Linked DNA regions of Bombyx mori: all the other regions are linked to region 1. A link is a contact called in public Hi-C data. All regions are on one chromosome and are shown on one strand. Each heading gives the region's core, a stretch centred on a gene start, on an enhancer-like site or on the middle of the called end of the contact. The rest is flanking DNA. Distances are from core to core; before and after follow the strand shown.

Region 1 (4,120 bases), core at 1,461-3,960:
ACTTTGAAATATGGCTGTAATTTTGGGGGAAGCATTAGGACTAGGTATCTTATATCTCAAAATGGACGATCACCTCCAATATTCCTATTCGCAAATAATGCATAAATCTGTATATATGTCGAAAAGAGTATTTAGGCAATCACTTTATTTAACTTTGGCAGCATGTCTGTTGAACAAAAATGAAATCTGCATTATAACCTAAAAAAAATTAACTAATCTTTGACACTAGTATTAATGACAGAATTGAATGAATCGCAATATTGGACGACAGATAATTCCAGAGGTGATCTATTAATATCCTCCTAGATTTAAAATTAGTCCTGTATTAATTAATCTACGACAATAAATACTTAAGAATGTTTGTCATATACGGGATAAAATAGGTAGTTGTTAAAAGGCTATATAGGTATAATAATATGATTTAAACGACATTTTACTTAATATGCGACATTTATCTTTGTAATTAAAGGTGCGTTTTATTTGATATTGAGATCAACAGCTTGATGTTTTAAATTGAACCTCAATTAAGTTAACTCCATTCAAATAGCTGAAGAAGTTTTTTTTTGTTTTGTTAAATACCTATGCAAAAATGTCGCTTAGGCATTAGCCTTAAGCCAAATATCCTTTCAACCCTCGATATTATTTCAGATGTGTAGAAAATACTCCACAGCTTCAGTGGTAGCGAATGGCTCAGGAATTTGCATGTTGTAGGTACATTTGTATATTGTGGCTAGCTACTGTTCTTTTAATATACCTACCTATACATTTTTTAACTTCCACCAAAAAATCCTTTAAAATTCCTTTTAAATTTGTGTGTTGAAAATTCTGTAATCAAACTAATGAAATGATTAAGAAAATCTCTCAGTTTATTTATTGAATTTAGATTTGAAAGAAGAAATTTGCAGGTTATATAACACATGTTTAATATGTTTTACTATGTATAGTGGTAATACGGATCAGAGGGTAGCAAGTGTCTTCTAAATGCTCTATTAAACGTCATTCCATAATTCGAAGGAATTTCTCTATGGTGTGTTCGCTTTTCCCCACGCTCATGCGTGATGGTAACTCGAGGATGTATGTGCTGATTTCTCATCAGAGATATTAGTATTGGCAGGGCGTCTTGTTAGCACGCCCGGGTAGGTACCACCACCTATTTCTGCCGTGAAGCAGTAATATGGCTGGAAGGTGAAGTATTTAAAATCGTTCTGGTGTTTCCGTTCTGACATCTAAAGGTGCCATGTTGAATTTGTATCTAGAATCATCCGGTTTTGCTGGGAAAGCTAAATATCAAAGAGCTTCCTTCAAAGCCAGGGTTAAAGGTTTCTTTTGCAGCACAGAGGAGAGAAGGACATTCCGATGAACGTAGGAGGAAGGATTTTAATTACGATGAACTTAAATTGTGAAGGAATTTCGTTTGATTTTAAGAAAATAAATACCTAGTCTTTTAAAAAAAAAACTTAACCTAAAATTCTCGTTAGTAAAGCTGTTTTTGTTTCTAAATTTTAATCTGCAAATTGACCTCATAACGTCCTTTGAGATAAGCGAAGGGATTAAAGATGCTATAGAGATGAATTCGAAGCTCTGACATATAATGGTATTTGCGTAACATTTGATGAATATGGATTAATTAATATTCTCAAGTACATCTGATTACTTCGGGTCAGATTAGGTTTTTTTGGCATGGACATTGGCATATATTTGAGACAGTCTTAAATTTCAAGCTAGGCGGCATTTTAGGCTCCCCGTGATTAACAATTAAAAAATAGTTAACACATCCAATAAAAAGTATGTAGTATTAAAAATTAACCCTGCCATAACTAAATTCAATTGACTTTATTTGTGGAATATCAATGACTTCATTAGAGAATATTTAACTGCGAAAATTTAATGAATAGATAATATAATGTAGTTCAGTTTGGAACTACTGATTTGTCACTTTTAATTTAACCTAAAAACTGTACATTTTTTACTTTATTGCCTATTATGTAAGACAATTCGTATGTTTGTATTCATACATATTTGTATTTTTCTAAGACTACTTACTCTAGTAGAAAGAGTATGAACGAACAATATTACACAAACTACTGTCTTATACAGCTTCCCATTAGCTATATTTCATATAAATACTGCCACTAAAATATAAATATGCTACACAATATATACAAAAATACGTTTTCAATAAAATAAATATGGTATTCCATTCTAAATATTATTATATTTCAAACTACAGTTCTAACAGCATAAATAAAGTTCTTACGCCGCTAAACTGGTTTAGGGTGTATTATAACACTATGTATAAAGGCATTTGGTAACTGTCTTGTCTAGACTATCTCGACCCTCAATGCGACAATTGCGACAAAGCCGGCAAAATCAATAGTATTGCGCAAAGCCAAAGTTCTGCTAGTGACACCGCCATCTAGGAGATAAAATTTGGAGTATCGTGGTCTTTCTTCCGCCATCTAGTGGCGAATAGAAAAAATGTACAGGGCGTTTTGTTTCTCCAATGTTTTGATGAATTTTGAGCTTCTATGTATTTGAATTATATTCGTCTATAAAAGCTATCGGAAAATATTTAAATAGTACATTTTTTTATTATATCAAATAAAGTTTTCATTTTGAAGCACGATCAGCTGGGATCGAATCACATGTCAAAAACAAAAAAATCTCATGAATTTTTGTATGGCAACACTCTAGAATGTCAACTGTTTTTCAAATTTGATACAAAAGAAATATATAACTTCTGCTTACTTTATATAAAGTATAAAATTCCTCAACGTCTTCTTTCATTAGGACATTTAGTTATTTGAGTAGGAAGTGGCATAAAAATAGGATTGCCAACAATTTGCATGACGTCAAGCCAATGGAGTCATAGTTGTCTTCTAAAATTACATAGCAGAAGAAAAAATATTTTCCCTCACGTATACAGTCCATTTTCAAAGAAATTTCGACGAAAGTGTTATGAGTTGTGTACGGCGCGAGTGAAAAAAATATAAAACAGAACACCAAACGTTTCAGACATTGCGTTTTCCGTGTGTAACATAGTTACTTAGTAACGGAGTTATTTTATTAATTCTGTGAGTATCCAATCTTATTTTTTGATTAAAACTAAAAAAATCGATAGGGCACGAATTCTACTCATACATCATATTTAAACACGTGATAATCGTGAATAAGAAATAATTAATTTGTGTTTAATAAAACAACTAGCTTCGTCATGCAAACACTGTCTTTAGAATGCTAAAAATATACCTTCTCTGTGTATTTCGGGATTTATATTTGGAGATTTTGCGAGTGCGAGGCCGGGTGAGTCGTGTGAAAGTGTTAAATGTACCTTTTGTGTTTGAAATTACATGATAATTCGAATTGGCCTTGAATCTCATAAATTTTCGCGGAAGGTGTCATATTACCTAGAAATGTTTACTCTGTTCTACGTTTTATGTTCGTGATTTAAAAATTTGGTATCATTTTGAAAAAAATTGTTTATTTCCCGCCTTACGGCTGGAAAAATATTGTAAAGTTTTTTTTTTATTGGATTTGTGTACACATCTGCAGTGTATTTAACCTTGAAGTTAATGCCTCCCTACTGCATTGATTTAAGTATCTTATTGTTTTCACTCATATACTTTAAAATGACAAAATCCCTCACAAAAGTGATTGATTAATTGTAGAGTAATAATTTAAAGCTACTAACAATAATAATAATCTGGGATAAATTTTCAGTCCTCTGACCTCAAACTAGGATTGACTAAGCTATGCGAAAAAGAGACTGACTATGATTATATGTGTAAATTCTATATATGTATATATATAATGAATATATGACATATGTATATATGTAAAGAAAAACCTTTTTTATGTAATTTTTATATAAAAAATTTTTAGTTAAAAAAAAGGATCTTTCTTATATAGATTGAACTCTCTGTCATTGAGAAAAAAGATGAGTTAACTTTTATTTAATTCAAGAATACGTTGTTAATAATGATTTGTGGAAAACAAAGGGCTTTAAACATTGTTTTCTTAATATTGTACAGAAAATGCAATTAAGTCTTTTATTATTGTTTAACCACTTTTAGAATATTCCATATCGTTATATTATTATATATGTAACTGGCAAAGTGGA
Region 2 (4,690 bases), core at 197-2,696, 140 kb before region 1:
AGACTAGTGAGTTGCAGGTTCGTCATCCGGCTGGGTCGATCTCCTGTTAGATATTATGACTCACCTTACAAAGAGCCAGTGCTTCATCATTCATTTTAACTTTCGTTTCCACCTTCTCAAGGAATGTGACAGCATCTCTCTTGTTGACATACTGTTCCACGATATGAGCAATGATCTCAACTAATGATAGGGGATTTATTCTGGAACCCATTTGAATATTATGTTACTTTAATCACCGCAGACATTTTAAAAAGTATATAATTAAACAAGAATGTTATACTGCATGGTAGACAATGGGGATATTGAAACGTTAATTATCAATCTTGAATGTTACTGCCATATTACAATATATCCAAATAAAATCAAAATGATTATATAAATGTATTTGTATATGGGCTTAAGTGTGTATATCTTATGTTATATTTGTTGCCTTTTTGTAAACCTTCTCTATTCTCTTTCTACTCATCTGTGATATCGATTGTGGAAACTTAGTTTTTGTTTACTTATTTTTCATATATTATGTGTCGGTTTGTGTTTCACACATCCCAAATATATAATCTGAATTTACTACATAATTTAGAAAAATTTTATCTGAAAAATTTGTGTGTTATCATTCACAAATGAGTATGTACAATAATGTCTGTAATGTTAATTCTTACAGATTCTTAGTTTAAAAAATAAAGAATATTGTGCTCTAAATATCACTGTACTATACATTCATTTAATGGATATATACATAAGATTTTCAGATATTTTACAAGCTTGAGGTTTATATGCTTCTTTGTATCCCAGAAAATATCCTTTTCTTTAATTTACGTTTAAAGCTGGTGATGTGAATTAAATATTTGATTTTAATTTAATTTTTGTTAGTGGTGACTATATGAAAATATATATGTAAAAAGGGGTTAATAATGAATCATGGTATGTTTTAGAAATGAAGAAAACGCAGTTTTGGCGTTGTCTTCTTTGCAAAAAGTCAGTAATTGTTTTCGTAAACAGTGCAGCCTTTCTTTGACATTATTTAACAGACAATCCTACTAAATAAAAAAGATATATGTAATGACTTGCAGAAGGGAACATACTTGCTTTCGAAGGTGGTCAAAAAGTTATTGTACAACTGTATGAGGTTGTCTCCCCTCTGCAGAGCCGGATTCTTGACGAATTCTTGCAGTTTTAAAGTCAGTTGGTGCCATAGTCTGGAAGAAAAACAAAGAAAGTTGTTTTCATATGAATAGATATCTTCAGTATTTTAACCAAGAAATTCGTTCGAACTTACTTTTTATTGTAAAGTTCCTCTAATTTCGCCCAATCCGCAGCTAAAGCAGGCTCGCTAGCTTGCTTTTTAGTTAAAAAATCACTAACATCGATAACTGCAAACTTAACAGTCGCCATGTTTTCGGAACTCTGAAATTTTGAATTTGTAATGGAGTGAAGTTGTCCTTTAATCTGTGAAGTTTCTCTGTTGTCAACTTGACACTGACAAGCATTTCATTATTGTTTTTGTCGATCTTGCAAGCAAAAGCAATATAAACTACACAATCGAGTGTTTTGTTCAAAATCATCCAAACTTATTGTTAGAAAAAAGTTTTATGGAATTAAATAAAAAACTGTTGCCAAATTAATTAGATTCAATGTACTTTTCGGGGTTGACGCAAAAAGCAACGCGTATTCGATTTGAGACCATTTTTTAAACTTGAACATTTATTAAATACTAAATTTAAATTAAATTAAAAAATGTGAGCCGTCACGGGACGCCTGGCAGATGTGAAACATCGACATTATTTTTTAAAAGTAATATGCAGAAAAGAACAGATTGTGATAGGAACTAAATATGTCATAATGATAAAATAAAATATTACGAAAAAATAATTTGTTTTCAAGTAAAACACAGAGAGAATTGTACATTCGATTGCACATGGCGACGCGTCGCCACACCGTACTCACTACTGCATATAGACTGTATATATACACCATCATTAGTGTGGCGACGCTTCGCCACGCCAGAAATCGATTTTACGTGCGGCTATAGATGTTTCACAAAAACATTAATTGTAATTTACTGGTGGTAGGACCTCTTGTGAGTTCGCGCGGGTAGGTACCACCGCCCTGCCTACTATTTCTACCATGAAGCAGTTATGCGTTTCGGTTTGAAGGGCGTTGAAGTTGTACTATAAAACCAAGACTTAGAATTCAAGTCTCAAGGTCAGTGGTGGTATTCACGTTGCTGATGTCTATGGGCTCCAGTGAGCGCTTAACACCAGGTGGGCCGTGGGCTAGTCTACCCATCTGAGCAAAAAAATTAAATTGTAATTAAATAAAGGCAGTTCTTGTCTGACGATCCAAGAGGAAGATTACATTAGTACGCCACAGTGATATAGAGTGAATACTAGTCGTAATAGGTATAAGTGAGTACGGCATGATATCTTAGGGTGTGGAAATATGATTCGGTTTCAAATATGGTGGGTAGAGCTAAGGAGAACCGTCTCATGAGGGAGGAAGCTTGAAAAAGTGTCCCACTTTTAGCACTAAACCACAGTTCAAAAATCTTCTAGAATGGCGTTAGCATAGGCACAGGGTATGATATGAATTGAACAATTAGTTATAATTGAAGTAGATAGTTATGCTGAGAATTTAATACATTTAATGTCTAGAGTGACAGTTAGTGACAGAGTAATATACAAAATCTCACATGTTCAGGTAGTCGAAACTAATTTCGCCATTATAACCTAAAACTATTGCTGTGGTAAAACGTGGAGAAATCGATTGCATTTTCTTATCATCTTTAAATAAAATACTTTTTGTGATTTTGTAGTGCTTACAGTTCTTCCATCCTTTTTTATTTCTCTATCTTATTCTAATAAATTTCAGCGCCTTTTTTTAAAATTAAATATACCCGGTTGCTACTGTAGCGCCACCCTTATTTAGCAGATTTTAACGGACACTTTTTACACACAGAGACGGTTCTTCTTATCTCTACCCTCCATAGTTTCAGAGAACAGTTTTCATATTTGTCATTATCAGCTTATAGATGTGTACTCCCGGATACTGGCTCTGCAAGGTTCGGTACAATGATAGGTCCTTGCTGAAGCTGCATCTAGTGCAGTCCTCGTAAGGACGACCGGCCCGGCGCTGCTGCATCCAGAACATTTCTACGACCTTCAATAGGGCACCAGTCCTTACGGGAGCCCTACCGTCGCCACGTTTTCCGATACGCGGCCGTCAATCGACAAATGTTTGGTCCGAGCGACCATTATACTAGCCTCAAATATATTAAGTGTATAATCTATGATACTAGCAATGCAATGCTTACCACTTCAACCTTGCAATACTTTGGGCTATCTCAATTACTGTGCGAATCTTCTTATTGCTTACTCGATTCTTATGACTCTTTGGGTGACTTTCAGGCTTTTAATGAGACCCATTATGAGCGACTTCTCCCTACCAGTGTTATATTAGAACGTTACTAGACTTTATACAAGCATTAGATTAATTAAACGCTTGTTCTTCGGAAATAAATTTTTCACGACTCATAAAATAATCATATTTGTTGAATTCATTTATATTTTCAGAATAGCAATGAGAGATCAAGGCATATTAAATCACGGATGCGCTTCGGATTTGAGATCCGTTTGCTATTTGGCACGATAGATTGGAAGATTTTGAAACGACATCTACCGATCGGGTATATAAGTTAATAGTTGTTAATATTGACCAATAGATGGCACTTACTTGAAATTTCAATAATTTTCCAATACAATAAAACTTTTAATGAAGATTCAAATTAGCTATCTACTGAAAGTATCTTTTCTATTTGCAAAGATGATATTATATCTCAGTGTGGATGGCGACGTTATCTTTATGTACTCTGATAATCATAAGAACGTGTGCTTTTTCATCCATTAAAGTAAAGCAAATTTAATTTTTCTAAGCTACGTATAAAAATGCCATTTCTATAAAAATTTCTATTGTAATTTGTAGAACGTACTCTTTGTGGATTTTAAATAAAACAATTGTGTTTTCGTTGCTTCTGTTTATTTTTATTAACCAAGATTAATTACATATGACAAGTTTTAAAAAACAAATTTACACTAACTACACATAATATTTCAACAAGCTAGGTACAGAAATATATATTTTACTTAATTTCTTCATAAAAACCGCAATTACAATTTTACAATTACAATTTTTAATTCATTGGAAAACTAGCGAATTCCATATTTATAGAGAGCTTTTAACCTCATCACTCAAATTATAGTTAATTCTAAAAACTTAACCCTTAGCTTAATTCAAAACATTCTTCTGTTACAGCTTATCTTACCTAGCAAAAAAAATACGTACAACATAATCAAATAGTGTTCTAAGTTCAAATCTGACAAGAAAAAATTGAAATACGCATACTTTGTAGAATAATTTCTCGCCACAAAGATGGCGCCTAAAATAACGATCCTTAAAACTAATTTATCGCGGGGTGAAAGGCTATTTGGTTTAAGCGACATTTCGCTTAACACGCGACATTTATCTTTGTAATTAAAGGTCCGTTTTATTTGGTATCAGCATCAACAGTTCGATGTTTCTAATTGAACTTCAATTATACCCCATTCAAACACAGCTGAAGAAAGGTTTTTTTGGTTATGATATTTTTTTTAAAACTTTACATGGTTCTAATTTTTTTTCTGTAAATTTTCAAAAG
Region 3 (4,427 bases), core at 291-2,790, 210 kb before region 1:
AAGGACTTGAAGCATCTGGACAGAGGATCTGATGGATGAATCGGTGGTAGAGTCCTCTGTGCTATGTCTAGGATTTCGGTGCACAGATAGTGTACTTCTCTGGGTTTTTTTGGACTTGCTGTTTTGATATTTTTGCTCTGATCAGCTTTTCGTTGCTCATATACCTGTTCCAGTTTTTCGAGCATCTTTTTTGGGTCTTTCTTAGGTGTTTCCACGTTTTCAGTTATGGTAGCAAAGACTCTTGGTGGTTTTTTCGGTGGAGGACCAGCTGGTAATGGTTGTTTTAATGCCTTCTTTAATGTGTCCGTTAGTTTTAGATGCGGATTCTTGCGCTCCAGCTTCATGGTCTCACTGGAAGCTGACAATTGATCCATAGATTCTAAATTTGGTGTTACTTCAGATTTTTTCTCAAATTGTGTCATTAGTTTCTTTATACGTCCCTTCTCATCATCCAGATTCTCAGTCTCAGAGCTCACTCCACTATCAGTTGTGGAATCTTGTTTTTCATCTTTTTTCTTCACTTTGTTGACTTTAGCATATTGGTCTAAAATGGACTGTGGCACTTGGCTATCCGGCACTGAATTCGTGTTCGCCACATCCTCAGTGCAACCTTGTGGCGTGAAATTCTCCTTCTTCATTTGTTCCTCTAAAAAATTACCTAATATTTTAAGTCTTTCTTTACTCAACTTCTGATTTGATATCATTGTAAAGTTTGCTGTTTCCGACCTACCGTTACAGCTACCGTGCCTTTTAGGTGCTATTTGATTTCTATCACATCTAAAAGCATGACTCCTGTGCAACTTTTTTCCTGGGTCACTGGTTTGACGTGATAAACAGGTTTTATTGTCACTGTTAATGGCCTTCAGATCAGCTCTGCTATATAAATAGCTGGTATTTGGCCTAGGTTCGTGGTCGCCGATTGATGAGTCAAATCCTACGTTCTTCTCATGGTTTACAATAGCTTGATCGTGTTTTTCTTCAATGTTCACTCCGCTATTTTTCTGTTTACACAACTGTGTGGTTGTGTGTTTTATCAAGAGCGGTTTGTTCTCGTTTCCTAAGTTCTCGAATTTACTCTTTATGGCTTGTACTCTGTTTTTTGGCTGCGATATCATTATTTCGACACTTTTGAGCGCATTTTAAATATTTTCGAAATCTCTCAACGATAATTACACGCTTATTAAGATCCACGCTTACAAACAAACTGTGATTTTGTTAGATTCTGTACTCAAAATTTATTAAAACGCACAAAATGAACATGATGTTCGACTGAATTACTATTTTTATGTTGTTTTTTTTTTTCACTAGCACATAACACAACACAGCTGCACAATTCTTCGAGCTACAAATTATGAATAAATTCCGTGTTCAATTACGAAATATTTAGCGTTCAACACGAATAATGCAACTCTAAATTGATATTTATTATTACTTTTGACGACGTTTGATAAAAGTAAAGTTTATATTACATATTGTCGTAGTTTACATAAACAGTTGTTCGCTGAGCCGAGGGCATGGCACTGGTTAGTGTTACCATATCTTTATACACTTTTTTCCTGTTTTTCCGTTACGTCAATCATAAATCAATCGAAAACTATTTATAGTGCTACCCATAACCCATGTTAACTTTTCCTTTATCGTTTTTATTAACTATGTAATGGCAAAATCTAACTTAGACCTTTATTAAAATATTTTCCTTAGCAGCGACTGGGCTATGCCCCTGGCATTGTTGACGTCCATGTGCGACAAAAGTAACTCACTAGGTGGGCTGTCTGCTGGTCTGCCTACTAATAAAATACTGTTTTTACAGTATTATTAGTTAGATGTGAAAATTATATAAGCATGTACACTATTGTGTCTCATATTTGCAAATGGTATTGTCCATTGTTAATTAAATATATTTATTTGAAACCTTTGTTAGAGTTTTGCAAATATTAGGGCAGATATGAATCTATGTAAATGTGAAACAGTTTCAAAGTTGATTGAGGTAAACACATGAAACTATGCTTTTATTGATTTGATTTTGTATCTGAAACCTATATAAGGTAAGTACCTTAGTACGATATCTAGTTTAGGTAGGATATATTTCAATTGAATTTTATTGAAATTCATTAATATCATTACTTTTGAATGTCAGAATTTTCCTAATATTTTATAAAATTTAATGCTCAGAGCACACAAGCAGCTGTGCGAGTTTTTTTTTTCTTATAATAAAACTGGTTCACGACAAAGTACCTTAACTTCTAAAATGATGAAATTTAATGTGATTAAAACAGTTTGAATGAATTCGACTTATATTAAAGTCTCACTACGTATCTCATTAAGTGACCTATTGAAAAAAAAAAAATAACAACAAAACTGTAGCAAAATAGCAGACGCTTGGATCTTGTAACGTCCTCTGTAATCGAGTAGCTGAACTAAAGCTGGCACTAACTTTAATTTAAGCAAATAGTCTTAATGCTATTGCAAACAAAATGAATGAAACCCATATAAATCGTTCTCATACACGTTTCTCTATCTCGAAAAAAAATAATGTTTTAATACCATGAAAACAATAGTATTAAGTGGAAGTAACAAAATAATATAAATTTGTTTTTATGCCATCTCTGATCGAGTAGTCAAGTATCGACCTTCGGTACTGAAGTGGCTATTACTGGAGATCGATTCAGTTTCCTCCTTAAATCTATGCATGAGCAGAAGAAGAGTTGTTCGACCGTCTTGATGCAAGGCCTCTTTATTGATATTTCATTTTCAAAGCATTGCGCGTCCCTTTACGCTTGCCTATGTGGCTTGTAATTAAAACTACTTTGTTTTATTTACCTAGTCTTACATTTATTGTTAAAAATATTCTATCTTGGGCGCTTCGAATCAATTGTTTTCGCGCTCTCGGGCGGCCAAGGTGCTTTGTTGCTTGAAAGGTCGTTGTTTTTTGACATTTTAATTTTACGCGCGAAATTTCATACTTCAGTGGCGAAAAGTGTTTGTTGAAATTGACATCTTTCTATAACGCACTTTTAGATAAGCACACCGTAAAAGTGTTTTTTAATTGTGCCCACTAATCTCAAATCTGAAGAACGTACTTTATTGTTTTCTCGGCATATGAATAGATGCATATTTTTACCCAATGATTCTCCAAAAAACACGTCACAACTTCTTTTTTTTTTAATTGGGTCATACGGCTCCATATTAGGATTTCCTGTGTTATGGGTACCAGATACTGACATACACACTTAAATCTTCTTCTTCTTCTTTGTCGTTTCCTCATTGCTGAGGGTCGTGACCACCTTGGTCCAGTTTTTGCACCAGCTTCTTCCAATGTTGCCTGCATTCGGCCTGCTTAATGGCGCCCGGGACGCTGGTGTTTGTGGCCTCCTTGATAATGTCCGTCCACCTGGTTGGCAATCTTCCTCGACTTCTCTTTCCTTCCACGTGACCTACAACTATTAATTTTTCCAAGTTCTCAGGATTTTATATACGTTTAAATATATACCTAAATAGATAACAAACACTCAGACAAAGAGCAAACAAACCTGTTCATCACATGAATGCGTGCCCAGTGTGGGAATTGAACTTACGACCCTCAGCGCGTTAGTCAGGGTCGCTAACCAATGCACCACTGAGTCAGTCAAAATCAGTCAATCAGTTAGATTGTTATTTTTTTCCGTATGTACCTATTCGCTAATAGCTTATTGGGCTATTCTAACTATGCCCGGGCGAATAAGTGAGCTCACGGGCTCAACCTGAGAGAATTTGCTAATACTAGCCCTAGCAAGAGCAGTGCTTCGCTGAATCTACCACAGAGTCGGAGAGTCGGAGTCGCGACCCACTGAGAAGATTCGACGAGAAACTCAGTGGGCTGTATCTATGGGATCATACACCCACTGTTAAATTATTACACATCACAGTTCACACACTCATTTTAAATCATTGCCACGGAAACAGAGACAAACAGCCACAGTTCACATTTTAATATCGAAAACAATTAGTTCGTAGATTAAAAAACCATTTAATTTAATAGCATTTTATTACGTGTCGTATCAATATACAATTAGACGTGATGCATTAGTCGTCACTATCTCGTCGGAGTCAGTGCAAGATGAACTCGATTTTGGTAAGAGAATAAATTTTCTAATAAACAATGAGAATACATTTTTATTGTTTCCTTAATAGACGAGGGTACGGCGTTTCTAAGTCGTGATGAGTGGTGAGTGGTTAACATCGTCCGTGGACATCAGCCCAGCATAGGATTCCTATGTAATGCTTGCAGCAAATATCTTAAAAAAAAGGTTTTTTCCTTCATGTTTCGACATACTACTGTTGCTAAGTCGTCGCACTGATTTTGAAGTCGTCGTAGCCTAAAGGATAAGACGTCCGGTGCATTCGTATCGAGCGATGCACCGGTGTTCGAATCTCGCTGACGGGTACCA

Evidence for each region. A called contact is a pair of places that touch in the nucleus more often than the background predicts.
Region 2: a contact with region 1 is called in a Hi-C map of posterior silk gland, with 1.9 times the contacts expected there. The contact joins the promoter of LOC693113 here to the promoter of LOC101737508 in region 1. A contact is called at or near these places in 2 of 7 Hi-C or Micro-C datasets (posterior silk gland and whole pupa).
Region 3: a Hi-C map of middle silk gland shows a contact between it and region 1, with 2.8 times the contacts expected there. The contact joins the promoter of LOC101737221 here to the promoter of LOC101737508 in region 1. A contact is called at or near these places in 2 of 7 Hi-C or Micro-C datasets (middle silk gland and posterior silk gland).

Annotation. Positions count from the first base shown.
Region 1 is chr23:16,680,218-16,684,337 of ASM3026992v2, forward strand. It overlaps LOC101737508, which reads left to right and starts at 2,711. Exons shown (of 13, transcript XM_004930691.5): 1 at 2,711-3,074.
Region 2 is chr23:16,545,595-16,550,284 of ASM3026992v2, forward strand. LOC693113 (26S proteasome non-ATPase regulatory subunit 13) reads right to left here and starts at 1,447. Exons shown (of 9, transcript NM_001046866.1): 1 at 1,277-1,447; 2 at 1,083-1,196; 3 at 65-200. The coding sequence starts at 1,392.
Region 3 is chr23:16,474,122-16,478,548 of ASM3026992v2, forward strand. It overlaps LOC101737221, which reads right to left and starts at 1,541. Exons shown (of 12, transcript XM_004930689.5): 1 at 1-1,541. The coding sequence starts at 1,115.